Regions from separate parts of the Zea mays genome. Here all the other regions are linked to region 3. A link is a contact called in public Hi-C data. All regions are on one chromosome and are shown on one strand. The core of a region is the stretch at or near the end of the contact, and the rest is flanking DNA. Distances in the headings are between cores, read along the strand shown.

Evidence for each region. Hi-C and Micro-C count contacts between places; a contact is called where the count stands out from the background.
Region 1: a contact with region 3 is called in a Hi-C map of leaf, with 7 times the contacts expected there. The contact joins the promoter of LOC103651028 here to the promoter of LOC100280707 in region 3. A contact is called at or near these places in 3 of 25 Hi-C or Micro-C datasets (ear and leaf).
Region 2: a Hi-C map of leaf shows a contact between it and region 3, with 8 times the contacts expected there. The contact joins the promoter of LOC100283106 here to the promoter of LOC100280707 in region 3. A contact is called at or near these places in 3 of 25 Hi-C or Micro-C datasets (ear, leaf and tassel).

Annotation. Positions count from the first base shown.
Region 1 is chr3:186,200,486-186,203,905 of Zm-B73-REFERENCE-NAM-5.0, reverse strand. LOC103651028 (heat shock 70 kDa protein-like) reads left to right here and starts at 1,270. Exons shown (of 2, transcript XM_008676621.2): 1 at 1,270-1,792; 2 at 3,033-3,420. The coding sequence starts at 1,582.
Region 2 is chr3:186,543,011-186,546,087 of Zm-B73-REFERENCE-NAM-5.0, reverse strand. It overlaps LOC100283106 (ubiquitin-conjugating enzyme E2 7), which reads right to left and starts at 1,365. Exons shown (of 6, transcript NM_001156008.1): 1 at 1,174-1,365; 2 at 960-1,062. The coding sequence starts at 1,225.
Region 3 is chr3:186,364,259-186,367,398 of Zm-B73-REFERENCE-NAM-5.0, reverse strand. LOC100280707 (osmotin-like protein) reads right to left here and starts at 1,719. Exons shown (of 1, transcript NM_001153626.2): 1 at 624-1,719. The coding sequence starts at 1,652. The coding sequence ends at 1,299.

The sequences.
Region 1 (3,420 bases), core at 21-2,520, 160 kb after region 3:
CACTGGTATATCGACTTATTGAGTTAGCATTGTTGCTACCGGTGGCGACTGCAACAGTGGAAAGGGTCTCCTCGGCTATGAAGATTATTAAGACTAAGTTGCGCAACAAGATGTCCGATGGTTGGTTAAATGACTTGATGGTGTGCTACATTGAAAGAGAAATTTTTAAATGACTCGACCTTCAGAAAATCAAGAAGACATTTCAAAATAAAAAAAACTAGACAAATGCAATTGTCCAGATCTCCTACAACTAGACTCAACTAAAGGTATATTCTTATTTCACTTGTTCAACAATTTTTACTTCAATTTGCCATTGATAACTCATTTTTTTCTTTTTTTCCCATATTTTATTCGTTATATGGCATTTGGTTGTAAATAGATTGTAACCAAGATTACTATTAAATAAGATATTTTTCAACATCTATTACTTATTTTATAGCTACAAGTTATTTTAAACTATGTCATAAATTTTTAGTCTTTGTTGCGTTAATAACACCTAAATTTTCTGGCGTTCTCCGCCATCGGCGCCAGATCTCGACCACAGTGGAAGTCTGACTGTGGAAGCCTGGAAGCCTAAGAGCTTGTTCGTTAGCTCTCAATCCATGTGGATTAAGTGAGATTGGATGGATTTTAATCCCAAACAAGTCAAACTTCTTAAAAAAATTTTGCAATCTCATCCAATTCATGTGTATTGGGAATAACCGAACAAGGTCTAACTGTGGAAGCCTAATTTATTTTAAACTATGTCATAAATTTTCTGGCGTCGAGCCATCGCCTAGAACAGTAGAACACAGTGGAAGCCTGGAAGCCACCAGGAATTCTATCACGCGCCCAAAGAGGCAAAGCCCGGAGCGGCTCCCAGGCCTATAGATGTCCAATAAGCACGAGGCCCGCGAGCCCGGCACAGCCCGGTTATATGTGGGCCCGGGCCGGCCCGACACGAATAAGCGGGCCGGGCTCGGATAGGAAATTAGGCACGGTGGGCTAGCCCGGCACGGCCCGTTTAGCTCTAAGCCCGTTAAGCCCGCTTTTTTTACACTAAAACGTGTTTTTCGGCCCGCATAGCCCGCTTTTCGGCCCGCTTTTTTCGTGCTAAACGGGCCGACCCGGCACGTTTAGGCCCGTTCGGGCCGGGCTCAGACAAGAAATTGAGCCCGCGTGCTTAGCCGGCCCGGCCCGGTTTTTTAATCGTGCCTGGCGGACCGGGCCAGGCGGCCCGTTTGGACATCTCTACCCAGCCCCAGGTGTCCGCGCCGAGGCGCCCCAGCCGGGGCCAACGTGTTCCCACTTGTCACGCCGCTATTAGCCTGTCTCCCGAACCGCACCATCCAGACCCTTCCGGAACGCCCCTCCGATCTGAATTCAACGGTAGGTCTCCGCCGCGCTCGAACGTTCCCGAAACCACGTCCACACCACGATAAAAACCCACGCGCTGCCTCCTCCCTTCCTCAACTTCAACTATCATTGCAAAAGCAAAGCACGCAATCCAATTTCCCTCCATTTCTCTAGATCTCGAGTTGCTCTGCTACTTCTTTTAGATTCCTTCTTTCGTTCGGGAGAGCGATTCTCTAGCTGGTGGCAATGGCGAAGGGCGAGGGTCCGGCGATCGGGATCGATCTCGGCACCACCTACTCGTGCGTCGGCGTGTGGCAGCACGACCGGGTGGAGATCATCGCCAACGACCAGGGCAACCGCACCACGCCGTCCTATGTCGCCTTCACCGACACCGAGCGGCTCATCGGCGACGCCGCCAAGAACCAGGTGGCCATGAACCCCACCAACACCGTCTTCGGTACGTGCTCACTCCTAGCTCTGACTTGCTGGTGCCACTGCCATGTTTCTCTCAATGCTTAGAGCCTCTAGTATGCGCGAACTGCCATGTTTCTCTCAATGCTTAGAGCCTCTAGTATGCGCGAGTGCTTAAGTTGGATCAATGGATGTACAGTTTAAATTCTGAAATCGTGCTCTCTATATGCTGAATAATTACCGTGCTCTGTAGTAACAGACAAAGGAACATGTACTCAAAGATGGAATCTACTCAAAAAATATGAGCAGCGTGTAATTTGGTCTTGTTGGTAAATATAATTTGGTCTTAGTGGTACTTATGCTCCTGTTGTTGTTATAGGACGCTTATTCAGAAGTTTGCTGTTAAATTCGCGATAGGGATGCATACTATAGGTGGATAGTATAGTTGGTTAGTCTGCGTAGCTTACTATGTGTCAAAATTAGATACTCCTAATTTCTCCTTCGTGTTTGTTTGCTATTAAATTGTTACTGTCTGAATAAATACATCTAATAACTGACATGATTTTGATGGTTATCTCTGCTCGTTGGCTGTTGCAAAACTAAGTGTGCCCTTGTTGTAAATTCTTGTTGTCCGAAGAAATATAACTGACAGCATTTGATGCATTGCGCTGCTCATTTGTTGTGATAATAAGTATCTGATAGTATTTTGATGCATTGCCCTGCTCATTTTTTGTGATAAAATAAAGAAGAAAGAGTTTCCTTTTTGCTCTGCTTGCCTTCTTTTAGTATGTGCCAACTGATAACGTATTGGCATCAGGGTTCATTTTATCAATATTGTATGGGAGGTTGGCGATAAACAGGATTATCAGACCTATTGGTGGCAAATTTTTTCGTTACAAATTTAAATTTAAAGAAAATGACTCAGTTTGTTTAAATATCATCTAGATTATATTTAGACACAACCAATTAAGTATAGAGAAAAAATTTAGGGTTTTAGTATACTAGGAGAGCATAAGAAGACATATAGACCAACTGACTTCTAATTTAAACATTTGACAGTGCCAATTCAAAAAATTTGAAAATTTCGGCTGACAAAGAAAAAATATCCGGGCTCACCGATAAACATAAACAGGAAAATTGGGTTTATTGATACGTGCTTGTTTTTACATATTGTAGCTCCCCCTATTTTTTGCTATAATGCCCACAATAAGTATCTTGCTCTATGCCTTCTACCTAGTGCTGACCGCTGTTACTCACACATCTTTGTTCATTTCATTGTACTGCAGATGCCAAGCGGTTGATCGGCAGGAGGTTCTCTGACCCGTCAGTGCAGAGTGACATGAAGCTATGGCCGTTCAAGGTCATCCCTGGCCCTGGTGACAAGCCTATGATTGTAGTCTCCTACAAGGGTGAGGAGAAGCAGTTCGCTGCTGAAGAGATCTCCTCCATGGTGCTCATCAAGATGAAGGAGATTGCTGAAGCCTACCTCGGCTCTACTATCAAGAATGCAGTGGTGACAGTGCCGGCCTACTTCAACGACTCGCAGAGGCAAGCCACCAAGGACGCCGGTGTCATTGCGGGCCTCAATGTGATGCGTATCATCAACGAGCCCACTGCTGCTGCTATTGCCTACGGTCTTGACAAGAAGGCGAGCAGCTCTGGCGAGAAGAACGT
Region 2 (3,077 bases), core at 116-2,615, 180 kb before region 3:
AGATTATCAGTGACCCCCAATGTTGTTTTCGTATCATCATCATCAACATAGCCTTTTAGTCCCAAGCAAGTTGGGGTATGCGTACTCCAAAAAAAATTAGAATGCATAATTACAGCATACAGTGACCATTCTAATTCACAATGTATTTCAGTAATAAGCAGTACAAGAATTCACATGGGCATTAGGATGCATGTATTTCATCTCTACCTACAATCAAATTCCAAACCTGCCGAGAAAGGCAGTGTCTGCTATTAAAATTCTGCCCATGCACCAATCAGGTTGACAAAATTAAGGTGACTCTACTTGGGCCAAGTAGCACAAATTCTTTCTATATTACATTATAGAAACGAGAAATTGTCGCAACTATCTGCTACAAACTCCAAAACATACATACAGTCTCATTTCATAACATGATGATGCAGAACCTATTCTAAACAACTACGAGATTTGAGACAGTCACCAGCAGCATACCTATGGTGCCTATCTTACCCAATCTTTCAATATAAATCCCATTCACAGTATACACAGTTAATCGCTGAACTCAGATTAACAATTCCCTAGGCCCTGATAAGCACTTGAAGATCCCGATTCTAAACATTGATATAGTTATGAACATATTCCTAAAAACAGCACTATTAGCGGATTAACAGAGCAGCCAACGCACCTAGAACCAAACAAACTCGATGGAACTAGGCACCTGACGTGTTGCCAAGTTGATATACTACTAGGAGTACCTACCCGCTACAACAATCAAGAATCAACAAGCAAAGAAAATTCCGCCCCGCACTAGCCTCCACTAGAAATCAATCCCGTATAGTAAGATTTTCAAACGCTGCTTTCGGTCCACAATAACACACAAACACCATCATAGTCCATAGGACATGGCACAGACACAACAAACAAGCAATTCATTTCGACAAGGCACGGAAGAACGCGTGAAGTGGTGGGATCCAACTCACTATAGGGTATCGGGCGGGCCGATGATGGTGACCTGCCACTCGAATACGTTACTATCGTCGACCAGCCCAGCCGAGAACCCATCCACCGGGTGCTTGGCGAGATCTGCGTCAATCACCATACCACAAACCAACCCAAAGTCAGTCAGCCAAATAATCCGCAAAAAGGAAAAAAATCGAGCGGAAACAGATGCACGGGAACTCCGGCGGGCCGCACCTCTGAGCTGCTTCTGCAGGAGGAGGCTCGCCTGGCTGGTGGTGGCCGCCATGACAAGGATCGGTGGATGGGCTAGGGTTTTGCGTCGCGCGGAATGAATCGCGCTCTCGGGACGCGGTGACGCGAATTGATGGGCACCGCGGGCGCCTTATTTATAGACGTGAGGTGTGGAGCTCGGGAAAGATGGGAATCAGGCGGAGGCGAGCGCCGAGCGGTGTGGCGAAGATCGAAACGGTGGCTGTTGACTGGTACTCTGGTAGGGTGCCTTTGCCTGCTAATGCACCGCTCCCGAATGATAAGATCGATTTGAGCATATTAACCAAAGTTTATCTACATACATTGTTTTCATTTTCGGTATCTATATCTCTATCCCTGCTATAATAAAGTATCAGTTTCAACCGTCATTTTTCTTCAACTATTTATAAATAATCTCTCACATCTATTTTAAATTAACCCGCTACAAGTCTGTCCTCTCCGTGTAACCAACATCCACGTTCCAAACTACACCTCCGCATAGTAAACAGGCGGCCCGCCATAGGCCCGCTAGGCCCGACGCACGCGAGCCGCAGCTCCAGTACATCGGTCTGTTGACCGTGTCGAGCCGGCCCGTTAGTTCGTCGGTCCGTTTGGTTAAATCGGCGTAAAATATAAAAATGATCCAAGAGGTGAGGTTTAAATCCACGTCGTGATGGGAGAAGGGAAGACACTAGGTGAAGCCATCTAACTAGTAGAACATTATGCTAAGATGTTTTTAATATTAAATATAAATTATACATATGTATATACGATTTTTTGTAAAATAAAAATATATAATCGTGTCGGGCCGGGCCAGCACTACGAGTCGAGGCAACGGCCCAAGCACGTTACGTCGCTCATGTCGGGCTGGCCCAGACACTATTAAATAGGTCGTGCCCCAGGCCGGCCCGCCAGACACGACCCATTCGTCCATCTATACCTCCGCACGATAATAATGATATTCATCTCAGTTGTCGCCATCTCGTCCGACATTCTATTTATTTTCTCTCTCCCCTCATGTATCCGCCTCCGCGCCACTTCATTCTCGGCAGAGGGCGTGAGAGCAGGCGCCTCCTCCCCATATTCGTCCTACATCAGCCCCGACACCGACCTTCGCAGTGGCTATTACACGTCCACGAGGACGTTTCACAGCATGTGTGTACCATCGTTTTCGCTGTCGTCGGACGTCCCGTTCGTTTTCTCGGTCCTCGCCCTGTTCTTCCTCACCAACCTGCTGCCCCCGCCCACGGTCGCAGCCACGAGCCAACCGACGCTTATCGACGCGGGTACAGGCGAGTCGATCTTGCTCCTAGCCTTTTTTCCCATACATGCCGCCAAGGAGGACACGGTGGCGCCTACCACGCTTAGGTTATCTTAGCGGTGAGGAGTCCAGGTCTGAGATATTGGACAACCAAAACCCGTAGCGCAGCAGCAGTCGACATATGCTACGGAGTTGGTGGTGTTGTTGTGTTGCCTCGGCGGTTTTAGGGCTGGGAAGGCACTCGCATCCTCTCGCCCTTCTCGGACTGACGCCTGGTGCGGGAGCCTCTCGGTTTCGAGCTGCTCCGGATGGGCTTCTTTCTCCGCTTGTGTGCTCTCTCCCTATATGTATCTAGCGGTATACTACATATGTCGCCTCCAGATGCCTAGTTCTTCGTCGTGTTCTTCTCCGGCAACGAATAGGTATGCTCGCATCTTCCCTTCCCTTCCTGCTCGATGGGGGGCTGATTTGATGCCTATGGTACTCGTTCGATGGCTCGGCATCGCCTATCTACATGGCATTTTTCTTATCATGGTGTCGACTCGGTATGCTTCTACCACTACTATGTACCTATCACCCATCCTTCTATCATTGCAAAAATTATTATGTTGTTTCTTTGTTGTTTTGG
Region 3 (3,140 bases), core at 470-2,969:
CTCTTCGTCAATCCCCTCTGTAACAACTTAACCGACATGTAACTAATTCATGTATGAGCCTTTATGTTGGCAATGAAAAGGTGGGATATCTCACACCCTCCCCCCGCGAATATCTAAAAAAAAAGAAGCAAACTATATTAAAATTTTAAATTTTTCCTAGTTAAATCATGTTTCTCGGTGAAAAGAAGCGAAATCCGATCCGGATGCGACGGTTTCTAAGGAGAAATAGCGAAATCCGGGAATTTAAATTTGAAAATTTAAACTGCTCAAGATTGATGGGTTTTTGGTGATCCCTGCACAGAACGTGCATACACCAAATACCTAATCAACGTTCTCGCTGCACCGTTTTGTACCCACTTGAGCTCAATTCTGTGCTGTGAGCCTGTGACATAGATTCGGAGCAGCGGCGCCAAAACGGAGAGAAACAACCCGATTCCATGATCTAAAGGCAGAGGTAAAGCTGCCAAAAAGTGGAACGCGAAAGGGACAAGGCGGCACTGGTCTCTATTAGAAGTTTGACACAATTTCATGTTAGATTCTAGTTTAATCTAGAAATTCCATCGCAAATGTAACCGATCGAAGTATATAGCAAGTGATTCAGCATACGCGAACGATCATTACAGTGCTCATCAAACAAGTTTTTATTTCAGACTGCAAACTGTAGTAAGCAGCAACAGCATGACATCAGTCTTGCGGCCAGAACGCATGCATCCAACAACCCAGTATACTACAGAGTACAGACAGCCTACACAGGCCACACCGCCACAGACACGACGGGAACACAGCCACAGCCCACAGGCCCACAGCTATTCCAGGCATCCTACTACCTCTACTAGCGACACTTGTTGGCGGCGGCGGCGCACGGGCGGGCGCGGCGCGCCCAGCCCAGCCCAGCCCTCCGAGCTCTAGTGGCAGAAGATGACCTTGAGCTCGCGCGGCGCGGCGCACTCGTGGGTGAGCGAGGGGCTGTCGTGCGCGTAGGTGAAGGCCTGCGGGCACTCTCGCTTGAAGAACTCCGAGTACTTGGAGGCGCGGCAGGTGTGCGGGCTGTTGTACATGTTGCGGCAGCACAGCTCGTCGGTGCGGAAGGCCTCGCAGCCGCTCTTGCACGCGAGGACGCTGCCGGCCGGGGAGCGCAGCTGCAGCTCGCCGGGGCAGGTCTCGGTGAGGTTCTTGCGGCAGGCGAGGACGGGGCAGTTGCCGCGGCCCTCGTGCGGGGTCACGGACAGGCCCACGTTGAAGCCGTCCACCACGCTCACGCCGTACGAGGTCTGGTCGTTGCCGTGGTGGAGGTTCACCTACGCCAGCGTCGCGGGCGCCGCGCCGCCGAGCCCGCCGCACTGGAGCCGCCCGCCGCAGTCGCCCGTGGCGCAGTGGAGCTGCGCGCCGGCGCCCGCGCAGCCCGTGCGCGCCCAGATGCGGCCGGACCAGGGGTGGGCCGGCGCCGGGAAGGACTTGTGGGAGAGCGGCGGGAGGAAGAAGCCGCCGCCCTCCAGGACGTCGTGCCCGGAGTTGGCCTGGATGCCCGGCCACACCGGGTAGGGGCAGTTGTTCACCACGGTCAGGGTCATTGGGGCGTAGTCGGCGGCCACCAGGAGGCCGCAGCTCAGGAACGAGGTGGCGAGCAGGAGGAGCGGCTTGGGAGAAGCCATGGGTTGGGTTCTTTGTTCTTGAGTGAGCTGGTTGTGGTTTGTGGACGCGAGTCCGTGACAAGTGAAGCGAGGGTCGTGGACCGTGGTTTTAGGTGGGTTAGTTTTATAGGACGTGGGGTGGGTGTCGTGGGTTTTGTAATTTTGTTTGGCTGAAGGCTTTGGCGAACTGGTGCGGCCGTGTCCGTGTCTCGATGCGTCGACTCCCTTTGCATTTTTTATGCAGTGAACAAAGGACAAACCTCTCGCTTCATCTTCCGTCGAGACCTTGCTCTTCACCGCAGTAATACATAACAACGACAAGATATAATTCCATTCAGAACTCAAGATGTACGCGAACACTTTGTCCGCATGGGAAAAAAATATCTGGCGATTGATTCAGTCACGGCTATTCCATGCTTGGTTTCAAGGCACGGAGGTTGCCTTCATCCCGTTTGGTTTATGCCCTGGGATCCCACCCGACAGGTCCAGGTAAACTCTTGAGGTCCGAGCGTCCGAAAGAGGTCGCCTGGCTGGGTGCGACGCTGATGCAGTTCCTTTATTTCATAGTGTCCCATTTGATTATGCATATTTCACAGATTTGATCTTATCCGCTTTCATTTCCTTTTCTTGTAACACGTGGTGCTACTGTAATAGCTAGCAATCGTAGGAGTTAAATTTCTCTGTAGCTCACTGAATTAAATAAATTTTCACTTTTAGTGCAAATATTATATATATATATATATAGTTTATATATTAAGAGCCCTAAGCTTCCAATAACTAGAGAAAGTCTAGGTCAGACAATGCAATCCGGTCGAGCCGGACCAGGTCCGGACGTCTATAAAACAGGACCCGGAGTGCTAGGGTTTAGTTTTTTACGCTACATCCCGATTCATTAGTGACGTCGCGTGCGACGACGGTAATTGCCTCAGAGCGTGCACAGCGGTGGACCCCTAGCCGGTGGCCGCAACTCCATGACCTCGACGCGCGATGGCGGAGGTTCCTCGATCCGGAGTAGTGGCGGCGGTTCCCAGGTCGGTGGCGGCGGCTCCCCGATCTAGAGGGCGAGCGACAGCGGGGCCCTTTTGCGGCCAAGCAGCGGCGTCCCCGAGGCCCCGAGGAAGCGGCACTTTCAAGGCCGGCGAGCAAGCGGCGCCCGTCGACGTGCGAGTAGTGACAGCGATGCATGAGGCGCGAGGTTCGAGCGAGCGGCGTCACAGAAGACGCGAGATGCGCCCAGCGATGATCGCGCGTGACATCCTCTGATCCGACACAGTTTGGGCGGCCCGAGTGGCGACCTACATTTGTGTTTGTGTCATCGATGACGTCCTCCAGCCACTACCTCCTTCGATTCATGTTTTATTTTCGATTATTGTGTTTTATGCCTACCACATGTATTATTTACGCTAAAAACTATACAATTTTATGCTTAAACACGGAGTTCGTATATCAGTTTACTTCATGCATATTTTTTGCATGCACATTGGAAAGACAATTCCTTGATTTATACGG